2 separate regions of the Mus musculus genome follow, and region 1 is linked to region 2. The links are chromatin contacts, called in public promoter capture Hi-C maps. All regions are on one chromosome and are shown on one strand. Each heading gives the region's core, a stretch centred on a gene start, on an enhancer-like site or on the middle of the called end of the contact. The rest is flanking DNA. Distances are from core to core; before and after follow the strand shown.

Region 1 (6,108 bases), core at 3,215-5,714, 190 kb before region 2:
TTCTTTTCTTTTTCTTTCTTTTTTTGGTTTTTTTTGAGACAGGGTTTCTCTGTATAGCCCTGGCTGTCCTGGAACTCACTTTGTAGACCAGGCTGGCCTTAAATCCGCCTGCCTCTGCCTCCTGAGTGCTGGGATAAAAGGCATGGCCACCACGCCCGGCTTACACTCCTCCCCCACACCCCCTTTTCAGTACTGGAAGGTTAAGGTGAGAAGAATGTTAACTCTATAGAATGTAACTCTATAGAATGTTAACTCTATAGAATGTAACTCTATAGAATGCTAACTCTATAGAATGCTAACTCTATAGAATGTTAACTCTATAGAATGTAACTCTATAGAATATAACTTATAGAATGTAACTCTATAGAATGTTAACTCTATAGAATGTTAACTCTATAGAATGTTAACTCTCTATAGAATGCAACTCTATAGAATGCTAACTCTATAGAATGCTAACTAACTCTATAGAATGTTAACTAACTCTATAGAATGCTAACTCTATAGAATGCTAACTCTATAGAATGTTAACTCTATAGAATGTTAACTCTATAGAATATTAACTCTATAGAATGTTAACTCTATAGAATGTAACTCTATAGAATGTAACTCTATATAGAATGTAACTCTATAGAATGTAACTCTATAGAATGTTAATCTATAGAATGTTAACTCTATAGAATGCTAACTCTAGGCTAATGTGGGCTATAGAATGAGACTCTCAAACAAAACAAAATTTTTCTTAAATGAAATAGACAAATTATTTTTAATTTTTAGAAAATTAGGGCAGAGCTGGAGAGATGGCCCAGAGGTTAAGAGCACTGGCTGCTCTTCCAGAGGACCTGGGCTATATTTCTAGCACCCATATAGCAGCTCACACAACTCTCTGTAACTCCAGTCCTAGGGGAATCCAACACTCTTACACAGACATGCATGCAGGCAGAATATCAATCAATGCTTATAAATAAAAATAAATAAAATTTTAAAAAAGGGATAAGGCTGTGTGTGACAGCATGTACTTTTAATGTCTCCACTCAGGAGGCAGAAACAAGTGAATCTCTGTGAGTTTAAGGCCAGCCTTAACACAACAAGTTCCAGGCTATCCAGGGCTACAAATCTTTAAAATCAAACAAATATGCTGAGCATGGTAGTGCAGACGTTTAAACCCAGCACTTGAGAGGCAGAGGCAAGTGGACTTCTGTGAATCTGAGGCCAGCATATTCTACAGAGTGAGTTCCAGGACAGCCAGAGCTACATAGAGAAACCCTGTCTCAAAACAAATAAAAAAGGGATAAAAAATGATCCTTGTCAAATGTTTTCTAATTAAACATATGAAAAAGTTGCTGTATTATACTACATAAAGGCATCAGAGAGCTGGGGAGATAGCTCAATAGATAAAGTGCTTGTTGGGCAAGGATAAAGAACTGAGCTTAGACTCCCAGAATCTATGTAAAACAGGGGATAGTAGCTTGCATCTGTTATCCCAGTTCTCCCAGGAGACGGAAACAGGAGAATTTCTGGAAACTTGGAGGCCAGCTAGCCTGGTATACACATTAGTAAATAACGAAAGACCCTATCTAGAACAACATAAGGAGGCAACAACTAACACAAAGCTGTTCTGTCACAACACACACATCCCTTAGCAAATGCATGCCCATATTCACTTACAGGACACTTATGTACATACATCATAAGCATACATACAGAGATAATGTACATATAAAATACGGGCAGAGAAAATGCTAAACTCTTCATTGTTCATTGCAATAAACACACTTGTCCATCAGAAATACCTAATATAAATCTTTACAGAGCCATCCATATATTTACTAATATATAACAAATATTTCACTTAAAACTTTCATTCTCTTTTTATGTATCATTTCTTTCAAATGCAGTAAGCCAATCTACTTGAAAATGCTCTGCAAAGCAACATTTTGGTGTATGACATTATAAAAACTTACCAACTCCTCTGTGGAAGATTGCAAGGGTGCCATCCGCCAGGGCCACTAGTACAATTCCTTTCACATGTCTGCAAATAGGGAAAAGGATTTCAGAACCTCCACTCAGGAGTACAGGATGGACCATGTGTTACTGAGCTGGTGCAGCCCTCTCCAAGGCCAGTTTGTGATGAGGGACTAACCCAATACTTGAACATGTGGCCACTCACTCTGAGCCTCTTGTTATGGGAGCAGTCACAGAAACTAATGCACAGCATGTGTGGTTATCTCAGGATGTTGCTTTCTAGCCCAAGGTGCCTCCTTTCATCACACCTCAATGTAACTCTCCAGGCCAGACACACATCTTGACTGGAACAGAGTTAGTTCTGTATGTAGTGGCTTGTTTTTTCATGCTAATTGTGTTACCCCAAAAAACCTGCCTACAATGTCCTGCACGTAGGCTAAAGGAAGCCTGCCCCAAGTTGGCTCTGATTGGGAAATAAAGTTGCCAATGGGCAATGGCTAGGCAGGGTGAGAGGCAGGACTTTTAGGATTCTCAGGCAAGAAACAGGGGAGAGGAGAAGGGATTCCTCCATGAGAGGGGTGTAGGACGGATTCGCCATGATAGGGAAGCAGAAAGATCAAAATTAAAGGCCCACTGACATGTAAGAATACGGGAAAGTGGTCCCAGTGGTCACTCCCCAGATTGAGTCTGGGGTAGCAGAGATAAAATATAGATTTAGCAAGTATTAATTCAAGAATACTGGAGGGGAGTGTGTGCTAGCCATGGGGAGGTTTGGAAGTGCCCAACCATTGCACTAATCAAGGCATATCAAAAATATAAAGGTTGTGTGTTTGTGTGTGTGTCTTTCATTTGTGAATCCAAAGCTCTTGGGTGAGGTGGGGGGGTGGAGAGCATGCAAAGCCTGTCGGGAGCTCAGAGTGGATTAATGATTTACTGCTATACCTATAGATTTAGGAACAAACTGTTGGATTAATGATTTACTGCTATACCTATAGATTTAGGAACAAACTGTTGGAATTTTGCCTGTCAACCTATGGAAAAGGAACTAGCAAGCCAATGTTCCAATCAATGTATTCCTGAACTATAAGGAATAGTCTGAAAGAAACACAGAACTCTAAAGCGAAGATTCAATCTGGAAAGTCGTCTTCTATTTAAACATTTTGTACTCTACTTCCCTCTTTAGAACATCATTCCCATTCAGTTCCTCTAGTTCCATTAAGATGGTTGTGGTGGCCAGGCAGTGGTGGCGCACGCCTTTAATCCCAGCATTTGGGAGGCAGGGGCAGGCAGATTTCTGAGTTCAGCCTGATCTAGAGTGAGTTCCAGGACAACCAGGGCTACACAGAGAAACCCTGTCTCGAAAAAAACAAAAACCAAAACAAACAAAGATGGTTGTGGTGGTCTGAAAGAGCTGTCTCCTATAGTTATGGGTATTTGAATACTTGGTCCCCAGTTGGTGGCTTTCAGAGTTTAAAAGACTTGCATCATTGCTAGCTTCCTCTCTTTCTTTCTACCTGCAGTCCTAGATGTGAGTGTACCAGACCCTGATCCTCCAGCCTGCTTGCTGCCAGGCTTCCCTGTTATAATGGAGTTGACTTTTATCCCTCTAGATCCATAGCCCAAACAAATCATCCCTTCTGTAAGTTTTCTTGGTTGTGGTGTTTTATCAGAGCAATAGAAAAGAACTAAGGTGATGGTTGAAAACAACAAGCAAAAACTTCAAGCTTGCATACTGATTTGTCATGAGATACATAGTAGCTTTCATAGTCTTAAATCTACTTTACATCAAAATTAAAAGTTTTGGGCTGGAAAGATAGCTCAGTCATTAGAACTAGCTGCTCTTCTAGAGGTCATGAGTTCAATTTCCAGCAACCACATGGTGGCTCATAACCATTTGTAATGTCATCAAATGCCTTTAAACAAACAAACAAACAAACTTTAAAAGGAATAATTTAAAAAACAAAACTTACACAATACTGAGAATTGAGTCTTTGAGCTTAATGGAATGGAGACATTTCCTCCACTGGGCTACAGATGAGTGGACATACAAACTGCAAAGTGAAGTCAAGAATGTTAAGGCCCAGAATCATTAGTGTTTCTAGTTAAGAAATACAGGCACCCCCGAGAAAAAAAGCAGAATAACATTCAGTTTTTAGGAAAATGGCTTATTACTTTTGTATGAAAAGAGAAAGAGGAAGGATGGGAAGAGGGAGGGAGACAGAAAGACAGAGATGAGGGGAAAATGGAGGAGAGAAAATGAGTGCCTAAGACAGAAAAACAGGCTATCAACATAAACAGAAGCGCATGATTACCCAAAAGCTACAACCTCTATTAATAGTAAGCATTAGCCAATGACACCAGCTAACTCTGGGTTGCCCCATGCCTTATCTGCACAAAACCCATTTCATGAATAACCTTACGTCTCTATTACATAGAACTATTGAATGTCAGAGTGATTCACACCAGTGGCTGACTGTGGCCCGCAGGCTAAGTCAGATGCTATAGAAAACACACACATACACACGCACACTTTTTTCTTTGAGACAGGGTTTTATTTTAAGCCAGGGTATCTGTCTCACTGTGTGCTGAAATTATAGGCATGTACTACCATGTCTGACTCAGATTTTAAAATCCTATTTACCTTTCTTCCTATGAATATTACACAAAGAGAACATTCTATGACAAAGAAAAGGTTTACCATTTAAAACTAATGAAAGTCTAGTTTTGTGTGGGTATAAAAGTTTTTGTATTAACCACACTCTTTGTTTACATTAATGTTTACTACATTTCATTTATCTCTTACTTAGAATTTTTGTTTTTGTGAAGGTGTCACACATAGCCAAGGCTAACATGGAAGGTTCTGTGGCCCAAGCTGACCTTCAACTTGCAATCCTCCTGCCTCAACCTCCCACATGCTGAGATTAAAGGCCTGCATTATCATGCCTGGCTCATTTTCTGTAGAAATAAAGACTAAGGCTATGTCATGTTAGAACACTGGTACTTACCAGCCATTCTGAGCTCCAAGCCACATGGTTGGTAAAAGACTACTCATTTTCTGAGCTTCTTCTCTCGCAAGGTCTTGTTCATTTGGCAATACTGATATTTGATCTTTGTACACATCTGAGTCATTACTGAGAAAATGAGGCACAAGGGAAAAAAACCCACACTAAGTATATTCAGCTTGTTCAAGAAGTGAGCGGTTCTACATTTAACCTTACTACAATGAACGAACACCAAGACTGCAGAAAAGTCAGCATTGAATGCTCACACAGAAATGCCAGTATTAAATGCTCACGCATACGTAGTTCAGTAACTGTACCAGAAATACTAATAAACTAGGAAGTGCAAAATGGAGAAAGGGGAATAAGATATAGTAATAAACTTCATCAGTTAACATTTAAGACTTTAATAATGGCTGCCAAAAAGAAGAAAAACAAAAACTAAAACAAGACAGGAAAATTTATGGCCCTGTTACTATTTTAAAGTTTATAATAGTTCTTTTCTGGCATAGGTAGGACAAAGAAGGGAGAAATACTCTGTTTTAAAACCACTCATTCCCAGAGGAGGTGCTATTTAATTTTTAATATATAATTAATTTTATAAAATAAATTACAGTAAAATGTTTATATTCCATCATAAACCTCTTCTTTCAGATTGTCAGGGCATAGTAGGTGGATGATATAAAACTGGGTTATCAAATTCAAAACATGACTTAAATGCTAATAAATTTTTGGTTGCTCTATATACTAAGAAAAACAAACTTGGAAAGAAACCAGTTTACCAAGAGCTGTATCTAAGGGGATAGAAAAAACAAACTAGATGGCTCTGGATTAAACGGTCCTTTAAAGTAGAGGGTCACCAACAAAACGTGCATGAGAACTAAACAAGTTCATTTTGGAAAAAAATCAAACAACCACAAATGTAAACAGTGGCCAACTCTGGTAACTGGAGTGGGGGTAAGCACAGAGAGAACAAGCAGAATGGCCGACAGCATGCAAGGTAGAGCACCACAACGGAGACTGCAATCCAGAAGAGAAAGTGACCACGACGTACACTTGCATCTGTATGTACAAGGGTATATACTTGTTCCATTTTTTAGAAGTCAGAAAATAGAGTTAAGAAATGGATGGACAAATCTCCAGAAAG
Region 2 (6,455 bases), core at 3,637-6,136:
TGATATAAAAGTCTTAGGCTGACTATGTGACATGCTAGCAGCCAGCCATGTATGTTATAGAACACCCCATTTTCATGTCTCCAATGGTTCAACATCGAAACTGGATGAGACAGCATTTCTTTTCAAAATCATTTCATATTGAAACTAAATCATTTCATATTGTAACTAAAAGGTTTTTTGTTTGTTTTTGTTTTTTAATGTTTGAGGCAGAAAAGACACAGGGTCTTCAGTGTTCTAGCCAATCACCTGTCCCTAAGCTATAATACCAAAAGCCCTCAATAGAGGCTTTTTTTTTAAATGTAAAGATTTTATTTACAAAACACAAGAAGTTACTTTTAGCTATTAAGTATAATACTAAAGGAGAAACATTTTTTCTCTTTTGGTATAAGCAAACACTTTCTAAGCATATGATGATGAGGTGCTATTGTGCATTCTGATTTAAAGATCACATATTTCATGGTATGGGAGAAATTCTATACTCACATGCTTAAAACAGGCCACTGGAGCTGCTATGAAGCTGTTGCTGTTGATGTAGTTACCCCAGCTGAAGCCTTCCACAGAGATTGCTGAAATAAAATAAATTTAGATATAATTCTCTAATATTGTCTTTACAAAAATTTATTTATTGTTAAGGCCTAAGTAATAACAGTTATATGGCTAGTCTGCCATTATAAGAAAACTTTCTCATATGTTTCTGCTGTTACTAGGAAACCTTTTTTTCCATTTTTAAAAAATTGTATTTAACTTTTTTTACAGTCTAGATTTTATCCCCCTCTTGGTCCACCCTCTGACTGGTTCCACATTCCCTACTCCCCCCGCCCCTGCCCCAGTAGCCCCCACCCAACTCCACAAGGATTCTCCCCCCACCCCCAACTAGGAAACTTTCTAATGCCAAGATCGATTGCATATTGTTATGTTCTGTGCCCCTGGAAACCAAACGCGATAGAAGTTAGCAGAACTTCCTGCACCTACATATAAGCTTTTATGGTGTAAGTTACCCCTGGGATAGATTCAACATAAGAGAGACACCTGCAACAATTTAATAAACTATTTGGAATAAGACTTCCATTTTGAATAGTGGTCTAGTAAAGTTTTAAGTTCCCCAGAACTTCCTGGAAACTGACACTCTATTTGGCAGAGAGAGAGAGACGTGAATGTGAGTAGTTATCCTCATAGACAAGTTAGGGCATGATATTAGACAAGGGAAGTCCCCTGACACAGTTAAATACTGCAACCAATGGGAGCAAGATAAATGTACAAAGACATGGTCCTAAGGAAATCCCCTATCCCTAAATCCTGACGGGTGAAATAACTGGGCATCTATGTTTGTGTATTATGGGCTTAAAAACCCTGTAGGATCATAACTCAAGAGTCATGATTCAGTTCCCGAATCTAGACCATGGGCCTGGCCGACCAGTCCTGGAGTGTATGCTAAATAAACTAGCTGTATATGTCTGAGATCGGTGTTTGTGATTCCTGGATCCCAACATTTACTTATTTATGGTGTGTTGGGGTGTATGTGGACGCAAAAGCATGTGTGTGAAGGTCACAGGATAGCTTCTGGGAGTTGGTTCTCTCCTTATCGTATGTGGGTTCCGGGGACTAAATTCAGGTTTCTAGGCTTGGTCTCAAGTACTCTTACCTGCTGAGCCATCTCACTAGCCTGAAAGTTGCTACTGTTTATTATTATTGTTGTTGTTGTTGTGGTTTTGGTTTTGTGAGACAGGGTTTCTCTTTTCTAACCCTAGCTGTCCTGGACCATGTCTAAAAACCATGTTGGGCTCAAATTCAGAGATCCACCTGCCTCTGCCTCCCAAGTGCTGGGATTAAAGGTGTGCACCACCACTGCCTGGCTTTGAAAGTTATCTTTTTTAAAACTTGAAAGGAATAAAATTAATTTTTTAAAAAGAAAAACTTTAGCGGAATGTGATAACACATGCCTGTACTCAAAGCGCTTAATAGGTGATGGCAGGGGATCATAGTCAACTAAGGCTATATAGTAAAACCCTCTTCCAAAAATCTACTCAAATATCACCAGAATAATAATAAAGTAGCTAAGTAATACAAGTTTTTATTGGTTAAACCCCTGTTTTAAGTACTTGCTATGAAAAGTATATCATATTTCAGAGTTTCATGGATTTTCAGGCATCTACATGCACTTTACTGGTGCTTAATTGACACATATTTTAAAACATTTAGATTTCACATTTTCCTTTGGTTGTACTATGAACTGAATGAGGACCTCACATACTATGTGAGCACTATCACTGAACAAGTGCCTTTCCAGGTCAGAGTTCGTATTTTCTGATTAGGAATGTCCCACTTGTATTTATAAATACAATACCATCAGTATAACATCTTTGTGTGTCCATTATTCCCCTTTGCAACAGTTAACCAACCAACCATCTGATACCAGGAAGCACACAGTCTAAATGTGCCAACAGAAAACACACACAACCCAAACGCAACCCAAGGTTAAAATGCTGTTACGTGAAGCTAGTTGAACAAGTAATACTTCACCTTTATTACACTTACCAGAATTGCCTGCTTTTGTCTTTGCTTGATTTTGCAAGGTAGCTTGATACTGGGCATAGGCAGCTAATTTAGCAACTAAAGGTTGTTTTTGAAGGACTTTTGCTTTCTTTGTTGGAGGCTTACCCTGAAACAAGAAAAGTTAAGTAAATAGGATTCTTCTTCATCCCTTCACAACCAAAATCTAACATGACTTCATACTACTCATTCTGCTTAAATACTGAGGGTTTAGAAAATTATTAAAGCAGAGAACACATACAAGGAACTTTAACATTAGAGGTTTTTTTTCCTTTCTGAGTTCCGCTACAATGTAGTTATCTAATATGGGAAGTAGAGCTGGCACAGACTAAAACAGCAATATGCGAATTAATATGTTAATAAAAATTATACCCCATTTAATAAAATGTTAAAATACAGGCTGTGGTGGATATTCAACTTCTTCTTAGAGTAGACAGAACCAGGGTTATTCAGTCATGCAGTTGCAAAGCAATGCTACTGATATGGTGAGAGCAGTCAACTGAATGGTCAAAGAGCAAGTGACTGAGGTTTATACCTTTAGTGCTAACGCAAAAGGTCAGTGACATAATGATCATGGCCAAATTCAGTGTGACAAACTGCATCCATTTGGGTACAGACCACTGCTCAGGATCTTTGGGAACTGTCTATCTGAAATATAGAAATACATCTAAGTGATGTATTTCCTTCATCTAGGGGATTTAAATAACTCTTTCAGTGCTATGTAATGATCACAGTACATTAAATGAGAGAGAAAAACTGTGATCATACAAAAGATAATTACAAAAATCAGTACTATAATGCCTTAAGAAATTTTTAGATGGTATGTTAACAACGGAGTTAAGTAAGTCAAGACACCAGTACTTGGTCAGCACTAATATATATATTTAAAAGAGGATGATTTTCTTTTTATTTCATGGATGTTTTAAAAAAGGTGAGTTATGTCAATCAAACATATTTGGTTAAGGTATCAAACTGGATGTACTCAAAGTACAAAGCTGAACCTGCTGTTTAAAGTTGGGGTTCACCCCAGCAATAAAAACCCTAAGAACAAAGAACAAAATCCAAAGTACAGAGCAAAGTTGAGGGAAGAAAACCAAACAGAAGGACCTCCAAAATGAATCATTCTCTGCCTTGATAGGAAATGAAGGACAAATTGGGGGGAGGACCACCAGAGAGAATAGCTGTTAAGTTCTACATAGAACAAGGTGTTTAATTGTACTTATGTGGGAAAAGGTCTTATTCATTTATACAGATTATTTACAGCTTATCTTGGATAGCATGCTTTCACTGTGTAAGATGCTTCAGTGTATACCACTCGTGGCTCATACATTCCTAACAGTACAGGCTGTAAACCACGGGCCCATGGGAAGAGGTGGAGTGCAGTGACTCAGTCAGATGACTGGGCGTGAAAGCCATGGGAAACAGGAAGAATAAGAAGGTTTCTGTACCGTTACCTGAAGTCTGGCCAGAATGCTTGCCTTCTTAGAGTTTGACGAGTAACTTCTTGAACAGGAAACACTGCAGAAACGTTTCGTTTTAGAGTAAAAAGCATCTCGCACACCGACCATCCCACACATCTCACAGGTAGCTAATCAATAAGAGAAAAGCATCGGCATCAATGTTATATAATAACATCAAAGTCTCTGCCTGTTTAATGGGATTTATCTAAAACTATGCAATGAATTATTTTTTCCCATCTCTTACACAAATGATAGAGAAAAGTTACAGCCAGGACTTGATGCTGCTGTGGTGGTGGTGGCCCCGAAGTCCAGTAATTCCCTGAAGGCCTAGAGGCTTTAAAACGGTTGAGAGTATGCTGATGCATGTCCCCGAGAGTGAGTGTGTGTACCTGTGTGTGTGTGTGTGTGTGTATCTGTGTGTGTGTGTATCTGTGTGTGTGTGTGTATCTGTGTGTGTGTGTATCTCTGTGTGTGTGTGTGTACCTGTGTGTGTGTGTGTGTGTATACAGAGACAGACCCTGTTTTCAACTAAGATTTTTTCCTAATGCTTATCATGTGATAGCAGGCATTTTCATACATATTGATACATATATTTGTTATGTGTTTTGAATTTTAGCTTTTAAATAGGTTATGAGGAAGAGGACTGCAATGTAGTTGAGGATTAACAAAATGATAGCAAAAGCCTTTGAAACACTGCAAAAAAAAAAGGACAAGTATTTAGAAAAACTAAGAGGATCCTGTCAAATTATGTTCAGAGGATGTAGAAGGATGGGGCAAGCTTCAATTTTGAGGTAGAAGTCGACTAGTAACTAGTTGGGCAAGAGACAGCTAAGTTTCTGGTGGGTATTACATAATGCTTAATAGTTTAAAAGGCAGAATTACATAAACAAATGTCACAAGAACCGAAATCCAAGAATGACAGACAGAGCTGGGTCTGTCTGTGCAGCCAGGCTGAGGCATAAGGGCTGAGAGGTTGAAGGTATACCTCAGCTGCAGAGTGAATTCAAGGCCAGTGTGGTTAACTGTAAAATCCTGTCTCGCTAAAAAGTGGGCTGGGACACAGTTTAGTGGCAGGAAAGTAGCATTCATGAGGCTCTAGGTTTAATCCTTATTATGACCTAAGGGAAGCTGGGGAAGAAACCCAACAGGTTAATAGGTTAATGTCTCACCCAAATGGTTAGGCTAAAGCCACCTGTAGCATAATGGTACTTACGAATACATGAAAAATGGAAATAAGACAGAATACCCAAAATCTAAGGCTTTGTGTCCAGCAGAGAAAAAACGGAATAGTTCCTCGTACACATTCTAGATCATTAAGAGATCGCTAATTATCTTTATTTTAAAAAAGGCTATCATAGTGGTGCACAGTTTTAATCCTAGCACTTGGGAGACAAAAGCGGGCCTGGTCTCCACAGTGAGATTCTTTCTCCAACAAAACAAAATGAGTCAAGTGGACAATGAATCCTTGACAAGAATTATACAACGTCAAACTGCACTGCTCCTTTGTGATATGATTTTCCACACTGGTGTGACATCACCAAACCACAGCAACAACATGTAGCAATAGAAACTAATTTTTTGTTGTTGTTGTTTTAAGACAGGCTCTCACTATGTAGCCCTGGTTGGTCCGGAATTCAGGTATTCACTATGTAGAATGGCCTTGAACTTACAGAGCTCTGCCTGCCTCTGTTTCCCAAGCACTGGGATTAAAGGTGTCCACCAGCATGCTAAGGTCAATATTTCTGACATAAGTTTTCAAATAGTTTTGTTAGCCATGACCAAGAAATATCAGTTGAAGTAGTATACACCTAGGAAATTCTTCTTTTCTGGTTTGTGGTGCTAGGTAACACAGTATCTTTCCACGAAAGAAAGAGCCCTACTGCTGTGCTGCATATCTATCTTTCCTTTCATACGTGTTTTTTTTTTTTTTTTTTTTTTTTTTTTTGAGACATAGTTTATCTCTATGAAATCTTGCCTGTCGTGGAACTTGCTATGTAGACCAGGGTAGCCTTGAACCCGGATAGATCCTTTTACCTGTCTCCAGAGTGCTGAGATCAAAGGAGTGCCCCATAATGCTTGGTCCTATGATCATTTTAATTAATTGGGTTATCCTTTGTTTTGTTCCCCAGACAAGGTCTCATTATATAGCCCAGGCTGGCCTCAAACTCTCAATTGCTGTTGGGATTAGTGGATGCACTACCACATTGATTCTAGTGGGCTTTGATAAATGAAGTTCTGTGACAGTGTATACACAGCAGGCTAGACTCATGTGCACTGCTTGTGTGTATGGAAGCAAGGGGTCAACTTCAGCTGTGGTTCCTTAGGTGCCATCCTTGTTTTCTTGAAACAGTCTGGTTCAAAGCTTGCCAAGCAGGTTAGGTTTCCAACGAGCTCCATGGATTTCCCTCCCCACCAGCCTAGGGCTAGTTGGAATTATGAGTAGAC

What was found. Capture Hi-C pulls out chosen DNA fragments and counts their contacts.
Region 1: a contact with region 2 is called in a promoter capture Hi-C map of adipose tissue. The contact joins two enhancer-like sites. A contact is called at or near these places in 1 of 39 promoter capture datasets (Sertoli cells), 6 of 484 Hi-C or Micro-C datasets (bone marrow-derived macrophages, common lymphoid progenitors, cortical neurons and 3 more) and 3 of 9 other capture datasets (adipose tissue, liver and pancreatic islet).

What each region holds. Positions count from the first base shown.
Region 1 is chr11:94,098,012-94,104,119 of GRCm38.p6, reverse strand. Spag9 (sperm associated antigen 9) reads right to left here. Exons shown (of 29, transcript NM_027569.3): 21 at 4,968-5,093; 22 at 3,933-4,013; 23 at 1,962-2,029. Among named protein-coding and RNA genes, the nearest start is that of Gm38951, 27 kb to the right of the region's middle. Within about 2 kb of position 4,464, at least 9 of the 459 cell types and tissues checked have an H3K27ac peak or open chromatin away from gene starts, as enhancers often do. A contact at or near this core is called in adipose tissue, where this site is marked.
Region 2 is chr11:93,906,487-93,912,941 of GRCm38.p6, reverse strand. It overlaps Mbtd1 (mbt domain containing 1), which reads right to left. Exons shown (of 16, transcript NM_134012.4): 3 at 4,005-4,138; 4 at 2,536-2,659; 5 at 484-566. Among named protein-coding and RNA genes, the nearest start is that of Mbtd1, 24 kb to the right of the region's middle. Within about 2 kb of position 4,886, at least 39 of the 459 cell types and tissues checked have an H3K27ac peak or open chromatin away from gene starts, as enhancers often do. A contact at or near this core is called in adipose tissue, where this site is marked.